2 separate regions of the Mus musculus genome follow, and region 2 is linked to region 1. Evidence: chromatin contacts called from public HiChIP or PLAC-seq data. All regions are on one chromosome and are shown on one strand. Each heading gives the region's core, a stretch centred on a gene start, on an enhancer-like site or on the middle of the called end of the contact. The rest is flanking DNA. Distances are from core to core; before and after follow the strand shown. Region 1 overlaps Cep95 (centrosomal protein 95). Region 2 holds the start of Smurf2 (SMAD specific E3 ubiquitin protein ligase 2).

Region 1 (4,415 bases), core at 1,051-3,550:
TCAAGTGTGACTTTCTTGGAAATTCTTAATGCAGCCATTTAAACAGTTTATTTGCTACCCTTCCTGTTTTTAAGATGACTTAAAAAAAAAAAAAAGACCTCATGTTCTTGAATCAAGAAGATCAGGTATTTTGGATTTACTTTCATCTTAAATTGAAATACTGCATTTTTATAGCTTCTCAGTATGTGATGGGGTGGATTTTCATTCTTTGCTGGGTCAGCTTGTCTTTTATATGCTATTTCTATAAACCAAAGTCTCTAATAAGTACATCTAACTTATATTTTAATTAAGTTTCTAAAAGGAAAATTTTTGCTCTAAAAATCGTTTAACAAGTTTGAGAGCCCTGCTTTTACCTCATTGGTTGAGCTGGAGGTGGTAGTGGGCATGGTGGGCCAAGAATGTCATACATGCATGACGTCAGCTGGGCTGACCATGCCCGTGATCCTGGCTCCTGGGAAGCTAAGGCAGAAGGGCCAGTTCAAGTTTGAGGCCAGCCTGAGCGACACAGCAGACCTTGCCTCACATAAGAGTGACTCTAAGGCAGTCGTATAATTTACTCTAGAACTAAAGAGTTCATGAAGTGAGGGACTGGAGGCCAGGCTGCCACACTGCTGACTTCAAGTGTGGAGGTTACGCTTTCAAGGTGTGTGGCCCATCCTGTGATCTAGAAGGTAACAAAAATTCTGGGGTGAGGGGTTGCAACCATTTAAAAAAAAATCACATTGGATTTTAAAATTCAACCATCAGAACAATGCACTATTATTTTTAAACATGGATGTGAAAGAAGAATAGCAGATTTTGCTGAGCTTGGCACAGGGCCATGAGGAGCACTTGACAGGAAGTGTAACTCAGCCTGGTGGCCGACACCCGTGATCCTGTCACTGGGGAGGCAGAGGCAGAAGCGTCAGCATGCCAAGGCCAGTCTCACCTACACAGTGGATTGAGGCTTCCTTGAGACCCTGTCTCAGAGGACAGGGATGCAGTGCTAAGGAGACGCTGCTTTCAGTGGTTTTCCATGCAGTGTAACACAGGCAAATCCCACTGCTTTCTGAGTGCCTTTTAACTTTATTACAGTGACTTGACAGAGCTTTAGAGGAAACTGCCCTATGTAACGGTCTTCAATAGCACAGACATCAAAAACATGGTTTAGATTTCGATTTCAAAATTACATTACCTGATTACTTCCAAATAGGTGCTAAGCAAACAAAAATCCCCAGTGTCACAGAACCTGGACTTGCCTTGTGTTTAATGTGAATATTTATCTGTCCCCACGTCGCCTGCCTCCAGGCGCTCTGTTCCATCAGGAAAGCTTCATTCTGACCAATGGTTCCCTGTGCTCACATGCAGTAAGAGGCCACTATTTTCTGGCACAAAGTTTTAAAGCAGTGCTGTGTATCCTGTACATTTGTTTTGCAGTTTGTTGCTCTGTATTTTACAGTGCTCTCCCCACCCCACTCACATTTACAGGCCAGAGCACAAATTTCTCTTCTCCTAAATCCACTATAATTTGCTTTCCTAGACAACACTAAATCTGCCCTGAGCTTGCAGTGCATCGGACAGATGGCACTGGTGGGTGTTAGCCGCTTCCAGTGCCTGCAGGGTCAGCAGCACAGCCTCGCCCTTCAGCTGCAGCTTACGGTCGGGGCCACGTGTGGTGGTTAATGTTCTCACACTAGGATGATGATTGTACCAAATGCTGAGTTGCTGATTCTAGATGTAATTAGTTCACTTTATGTAATATTCTCCTTTTCTCTAAACTGACTTTAAAAGCAAAGTTTTATCATTTCCATTGTATTTATTACAGAATGTTTTAGCCTTGATATTCTTTGTAATTTCACTCATTTGTTACATGAGCTTTATCAATAACATCTGTATAAATGGTTTTTAAAAATTAACTATGTACGTATGTATGTATGTGCCCATGCCGAAGCTGAGCAATAAAATGAATGCTGTTTGCACTGTCACAGCAGCGAGGTTTGTAAGAATACTGAGTTTTTACTTGTTTTGAAAACCATGTTTGGCTTTTCACAGGCGATAGCGGGGAGCCTTGAGTTGGAAAGACTGCTGCTTTCCTCCAGGCTTAGAGGCTGGCACCCGGCTGCCCTGAGGTGGGGCCGGCTGGAAGCGGGGCAGTTCTCTATCATGGCAGCTGAGACTTCCCATCGTTGTTGGGGGCCATGAGGTGGTGGGACTTCTGAGAGAAAAAAAATCTACAATCAGGTCTGTCTGCGGTCTGGAGGGCAGCACTGTGGCCGGCAGATGGCCTAACCTTTGCCAGCATGCCTTGGTGTTAAACAGTCAAGTCTTGCAAATGAAAAGGAGAAGTTACGGCTCTGTGAATGCCAGTCGATGGGAGTACAGCTACATACACAGATAGGGAAGACATGCATGTGGGTTCTTTCTTCACCATAACGTGTGGTCTGTGAATCAGTACAGCAGAGGCTGCAACAGCTTAGAAGAGCTGGAAACGAGCAGACAGCAGAGTGTAAGACAGGTCCTGACAGTGTTCTGTAGCTGCTTCCTCTAGTTCTTTTCTAGAAGGATGAGGGAGGACAACAGACCCCTCCATGGCTTGCTCATGCATCTTGACAGGTGACTGCCGTGGTGAAGAGCTGCTGGCACAGAGACTTTCAGGGAGCCGCACTCCAGTGCTGCTCTCGTGTCAGCACCTATCTGGCGGGCTTTTTCAGTAGCATGAAGTCAAGAGACTAGTTATAGGATAGATGGAAGTACACCAGAGGGTAGTACCCTTTTATGTTAACACTCTAAACTGCTTTGTCTAGTTATAGTTAAAAGGCTATATAAAAGGTAATCTTCCTGAAAGGTATAGTGGTGCAAGTCTGTAATCCCAGCACTCGGATGCCTGCAGTCATCCTGAACAGAGATGACCTCATCTTCTAGCCAGGAAGTAGATACAGCTAGGGAAATGGAAGTCAGCTCCCAAATGGTAGATGAGGGACTTAAGACTACATAGCTCCTGAACTCCAAAACAGTAGCCATTATTGGCTTCATCCACAGCCTGTTTGATGCTGTTAGGTCCTGGAGTTCATACACAGTCAATAACTTTTATTGACCTCTATCAACATGCTTCACAAGTGGGCTGGCAGGACTTGCTAACAGCTTTAACAGAGCTAAATGCCTTTATTCCCTTTTCTCAGGTTTTAGGTTATAAATTCAAAAGCAGTAAGCTTTAAGAGAAAGTTTTTATTTAAAATAATTCTAAATTTTAACATGAATACATAAATAAGGCATATTCTGGTTTAGACTGTTTACTGGCTCAGGTCTAGCTCTGTTCATATTAAGGTGTCTAGAAACTTCACCTATGAAGTTTGGCCTCTTGGGAAAGGATTTTTACTGTACTGGAAGGAAGCCAACTGCAGCCGAGCTTTGAAGCGCTCAGCTTCTAGCTCCCGGAAGAAAGCATCATCGTCGTTCTGCGTTATCATGTGCTGCAGTTGCTGAATCTCCTTCTCCATTTTAGCTCTCAGCTCCCTCTTCACCTTATGTAATGTCTGAAAGAGAACTAAGTCAGTCTGAAGCTTGTGACTCTTAGTCCAGGCCCCTCTATTCTCAGCCCCGAGCCCCCCATCTGCCCGCTCCCAGCCGGTTCCTCCAGAGAGCTGTGATTTGTTGGCTCCCTTCCAAGACCAGAGCTGCTAACATCAGCCCATCAGGTACTTGGAAGCAGAGATGCATTCTCTTTGTATTCTCTCTGTTCTTTTGAAGTTACAATAACATTTTCTGTTTCCCTCCTAATTCCTGTCCTGTCCATTATTACCTGAGCCTGGAATTTCTGTCTCACTTTGAGTTCTTGACGTTCCTGTGAGATGGCTTCTGCTAGCAATGAAAACTGTGGGGAAGAAAAGACAAATATTCCATCACAATGCAATTATTCTTATACTCCATCTTAAATCAAAATGGAAATAGGACAACATACACGGGATACTGTTTTAAATACTGTCTTAAATTTGCCTTAGAAACAATCACTGCTGCAAAGCTGTGCTGATTGCATAGTAGCCAGCCATGACCTAAGCCAAGCTGACAGGTGCTTGGCATCAAGCCCACCTGGTCCTTATAGTGGTTCTCCATCGAGTCCAGCTCATTCTGGTGCTGTCTCTTTTCTTCGTTGCGTTTCTCTTTGGCGTAGTTTCTTAGGTCTCGTAGTCTTTGTTTCTGAATTTGTAAACCTTCTTCAAACAGTTTCTTAAAGATCTGTTGGTTATTTAATCATAAGTTATACTGCATTTCACAAAGGCTTTTCAAATAATAGCTTTCCTCGTTATTCACATACATGAAATATACATACATTGTAGACTCAGAATTGTGTGACTATCCCAGACATGAAACCTATGCTCGTCAGCACTGCTGTCCTCCCTTCCTGTTCTGAACACAGCCTTAACCTGACACGCTTCGAA
Region 2 (4,415 bases), core at 1,134-3,633, 100 kb before region 1:
CTTTATTTTATTTATTAATTAAAGTCAATATTAAAGATTTAATGTGTTAAGGAAAACAACAATAAAACAAACATCCACGTACCCAGCTTTAAAAAGATTACTACCAGTATAATAAAGGGCGTGGTGGTAGGTTTGGATGGATCTCTGTCCATTTCCAGCCAGTCTGGTCTACATAGTAAGTTACAGGCCAGCAAGGCTTACACAGTGAGTCCCTGTCTGTAAAATAAAAGCTAAAATAACAAATACAGTGTTATTATAGATGTTGCTCAGTGGTAGTATGCTTGCCTATCATGTGTAAGACACTGGATTTGACTTCTAACATTACACAGAGGTTATCAACATATTGAATGGTTTTGCTTATTATTTATATTTTGAGCTTTTTAAAAGACTTATTTGTGTGTATGAATGCTTCTCCTGAATGTATCTGTGTGTATCGCATGCATGCTTGGTGCCCATGGAAGTTAGAAAAGAGCATCATATCCCTTGGAACTGGGGTTATAGATGGTTGTGAGCTAGCTTGTGGGTGCTGGGATGAACCCAGATTATCTGCAAGAGCAACAAACCATCTCTTCAGCCCTGACTGAATGGTTTAAAAGCATTATTCTTAGGGAAGTCTAAACGGAATTGTCTGAACCTATGCCCATTTCCCTGAGCCGCCACATATGTGAAGGTATTGCTTAAAACTCACAACAGTCTTCCACCCTCCCACCCCCTGCTAGGCTTCCGACCATTTTCTGAAATCTTAACTTCCATTTCCCAATACAAAGCTACAAATTATGCTAGTGGGTGGTTGGGAACAAAGTGTGGGCCATAAGAACCAGGGAAAGGAAGAGTGCATACATCAGCCTGCTCAGTTTATTGTCTCAGCCTAGCGTTTGAAACAGTGATGTAGCAATTGTTCTATCGCCACAGTAACTTTTGTGGGAATTATTTCCTGAGCCTTCAGATCTTACATTGCACAAAGAAGTGTTTAAGGGCCCTGTTCATTGCTTTGTGAATAATAAGCACTTAGTATTTCTTGATTGAATTTTTAGAGCTGTCCCTTGTATTTTAAGTCTTACTGCTAGAACTTATGATTTTGGGATCACTTTAATCCGTAGGAGTGTTTTTAGACCGATGAAACGCTCTTGGATTTCACCTGGAGAATGAAGTGTCTTAACTGGTAGATTTTAAGTCACCATTTGCAATGTTTTAGGATTAAAATGTATTAGGCTTCAATGAACAGTTTAAACGGCATTAATGTTATAACAGCTTTAAAGCAAAGCTAACATGGATATAAATCCACACTCTTTTTTTTTTTTTTTTTTGGTTTTTTGAGACAGGGTTTCTCCGTGTAGCGCTGGCTGTCCTGGAACTCACTTTGTAGACCAGGCTGGCCTCGAACTCAGAAATCCACCTGCCTCTGCCTCCCAAGGCATGCGCCACCACTGCCCGGCACAAATCCACACTCTTATCCTTAGTTTGCATTATTACTCTTGCGTGCACATAAAACTTGTATTCTCCATTTAAACCCTGCATTACATATAAAGTCTGACATGTTACATGGCTACCACAATTGCCATTTAGATGGCTGCATAAAAATGTGTTGCAGTTGATGTAATACAATTCACTATTAGGCTGCACTCTCACCCCAACCTTGCAAAACAAAATCCCAAAACAACCTGCATTATTTATTTGTCCAGAATAAGTTCTTATTAGTTGTAAGTCACCGCGTCAGAGTTACAGTCCTATTCATTTTCTTTTTTCCTCCTGGGACAGCAAAATACAGTACTGCGTGAGCTTTCCACACTATATCCACCTATCTTGTTCACAGTCTTTGGCCGCATTTGTATTATCTCCCTATGCTTGTCCTGGGCAGGGTTGGGGGAAGAATCGAGCAGGTAGGTAACCGGATATGGAGCACCAGGTGAGCCTGTGGAGGTGGCAATTACAATACTCAGAGCTAAGCACTCCTGGGAATTTGCTGGAGCGTTCGATGTGGGAATAGCATCTTGGCGAATTAATTCTTCGGACTTGGGTCTAACTTTACTCTCGCCAGCCTCTCAGAGCGCGCAGTGGGAGTATTACTCGGGCATTCTGCCCTGTAGGGACACAGGCGATCTTTCAGTGAGCTAGCTGGTCAGTAGGCCCCTCTGGTGCCATCGAGCCGGCGCCGCCGGGCGGTGTAGTTCGGGGCCCAGTCTGGGCCGTGGCGCACGCGCTGCCCGCAGCTCGCGCGGAGCCAGGCCTTCCTCTGGCGCCCCAGGCGCAGGAGACCTCGCCCACAAGCCCGCCCCCTCGCCGGCCCCGCCCACCGCAACCCCGCCCCGCCCGCCGGCCCCGCCCCCGTCTCCTCCCCGCCCCCAGGAGCCGACGAGTGGCGGCGGCGGCGGCGGCGGCAGCGGCTGCGGCCCCAGGACCGGGTTCTCTCAGACAAGAGGGCGGGCGGAGGAGGAAGCGGCCGAGCACCCGCCCGCCTCAGCAGACTTCGCACCGTCCGCTCCCAGGCCTCGCGGCACCGAGAAGGGGAGACCGAGGCGGACCGCGAGGACAAGAGGCGGCGGGGGCGCGGGGCGGAGGCGGCGCGGCCGGCCGCGGCTGCCGCTTTGTTGTGTGGCCCGGGCCGAGGAAGCAGAAGTGGGAGGAGGGGGGAGCTCTGCGTCCCGCTCCCTCCGCGGCTCATGGCGACGGCGCTCGGCACATCCGGGACCCTCCGGCCCTGGCGGCCGCGGCGCGGGCTGTTCGGACCCCGGCCCCGGCCGCTGTGGTGACTCCTCTGCGCCTCGCCGTCGGCCCAGCCCAGCCCAGTCCGCCCGCCCGCCCGCCGGCCCGCCGGCCGCGAGCGCCGCCGCCGCCGCCGCCGCCACCTCCCCCGCCGCTGGGGACATGTCTAACCCCGGAGGCCGGAGGAACGGGCCCGTCAAGCTGCGCCTGACAGGTGAGCTGGGCGGGCGGCTGTGGCGCCTGTGGGCAAGCAGAGGGCCGGGGTCGCGGTCGGTGGTGGCGTTGGACGGGAATCCGGGCGTGGGAAGGCCTAGTTTAGGGAGTCATTGGAGAACCACTTAGCTGGGGTTGGGAAATTCTTCAGAACGCCCAGTGTGTGGCCCGTGGGTCTCCCGTGGAGGGCGGATTTGAGGTCCTGAAGTCTCGTTTCCTGGGGTCACAGGAGCAGCCCCTGGGCTCCTGCCCAGGTGGGGTCGGGAAAGGGATTACTGAATCCAGTTGCTGACTGCGCGCGGTAAACACTCCTTAAACATGGAGTGAGTGCTTAACGGGAGAGTGCTTGTGTTCCCGGGTTGTTAACTTGGACACCTACCTATGCCCGGCAGTGAAACCTTTACTCTCCAGTGCTGCCAACCTCTGTGGCCAGTGCCACACACCTTAAACGCACGTCTCTGGGAGGGAGGGACCGAGACTGTGGTTGGCTTTTCCGGCGTGTCTGCCTGATCCCACGACTCCCGGCTCATTGTACACTCTGTGTTTTGGAAGTTGTTTGATTGTAGGGTAGCATGTTTGGGGTTGTTCCTTGTAGGCCGCAGAACTAGTTGCTCATGTCTTAACTCCAGACCTGGTTTAGAATCCCTTGCTTTGCAATGTGTTTCTCAGTCTGGACGCATACGAACTTTTAAGCTAACTTTCACTAGTCCTCTCCACACTTCTCACCCTCTTTCTAAATGGAAAGGAATGCTCAGAGGGATTTGGGAAAGACTGTTTAATGTTCCCAGCTGCAGGGAGTTGTTAACATATTACAGGTATAATTTGCTTACGATGCCACTTCTGATATTCTTCCGTGGTCAACGTCCCCCTCCTTTTAAGGAAAAATTGCGTTTGGTTTAAAGCGTGTAATTGAAACTATTGTCCCTCTGCTAGCTAGTCACGTCATTCACAGCAAGTAAATTGTCCACATTTATATTCAGATGTGTGGTGAAGAAGACGGCATTTTGTAGTTGGTTCATATGCATTTGCGCCAGCGAAGGATAAGCTGTAATTATGTTTGCCCACACTAAACTTTGAGATTTCTGTGGGTGAACTTTGTAGTTGAATGTTTGTGTGTTAACCGGCAGTCCATCGGCTGTACTTTCTAGGTAGCTTGAAGTGAATTTGGTATTTGAGAACTTAGTTGGAATGTATGTTGGCTACAGAGTAAAATACTTTACTTTTGAGGCTGAAGAGATGGCACAGTAGTTAAATGTATCCTGTTCTCTAAGAGGACCTGAGTTCTAGTCGCAACACCCCAACCCAGGTCCTCGGCTCACTATCACCTGTAACTCTAGCTCCAGGGGATCTGATGCATCTGGCCTCCCACAAGCACCTGCACTTAGGTACACATACCACCTCTATCTCCAGTAATTAAAAAATATACATAGTATTGACCTGGAAGCCTTTTTTTCCCTAGGGAAAATTACAAGGTATTATTAACACTGGGTGGGGGGGGT

The links. HiChIP or PLAC-seq counts read pairs in DNA pulled down with a chosen protein or histone mark.
Region 2: a contact with region 1 is called in an H3K4me3 HiChIP or PLAC-seq map of microglia, with 4 times the contacts expected there. The contact joins the promoter of Smurf2 here to the enhancer-like site in region 1. A contact is called at or near these places in 8 of 39 promoter capture datasets (the C10 cell line, cranial neural crest, embryonic stem cells and 2 more), 1 of 15 datasets of contacts at CTCF or cohesin (pro-B cells), 3 of 484 Hi-C or Micro-C datasets (bone marrow-derived macrophages, epidermal suprabasal cells and hematopoietic stem and progenitor cells), 5 of 115 datasets of contacts at active chromatin or transcription factors (cardiomyocytes, embryonic stem cells and microglia) and 4 of 9 other capture datasets (adipose tissue, embryonic stem cells, liver and 1 more).

The regions. Positions count from the first base shown.
Region 1 is chr11:106,817,631-106,822,045 of GRCm38.p6, reverse strand. It overlaps Cep95 (centrosomal protein 95), which reads right to left. Exons shown (of 20, transcript NM_177088.3): 18 at 4,066-4,212; 19 at 3,779-3,850; 20 at 3,185-3,512. The coding sequence ends at 3,321. It overlaps Smurf2 (SMAD specific E3 ubiquitin protein ligase 2), which reads left to right. Exons shown (of 19, transcript NM_025481.3): 19 at 1-1,985. Among named protein-coding and RNA genes, the nearest start is that of Cep95, 31 kb to the right of the region's middle. Within about 2 kb of position 2,300, at least 78 of the 459 cell types and tissues checked have an H3K27ac peak or open chromatin away from gene starts, as enhancers often do. A contact at or near this core is called in adipose tissue, bone marrow-derived macrophages, microglia and 1 more, where this site is marked.
Region 2 is chr11:106,918,683-106,923,097 of GRCm38.p6, reverse strand. Smurf2 (SMAD specific E3 ubiquitin protein ligase 2) reads left to right here and starts at 2,383. Exons shown (of 19, transcript NM_025481.3): 1 at 2,383-2,917. The coding sequence starts at 2,866.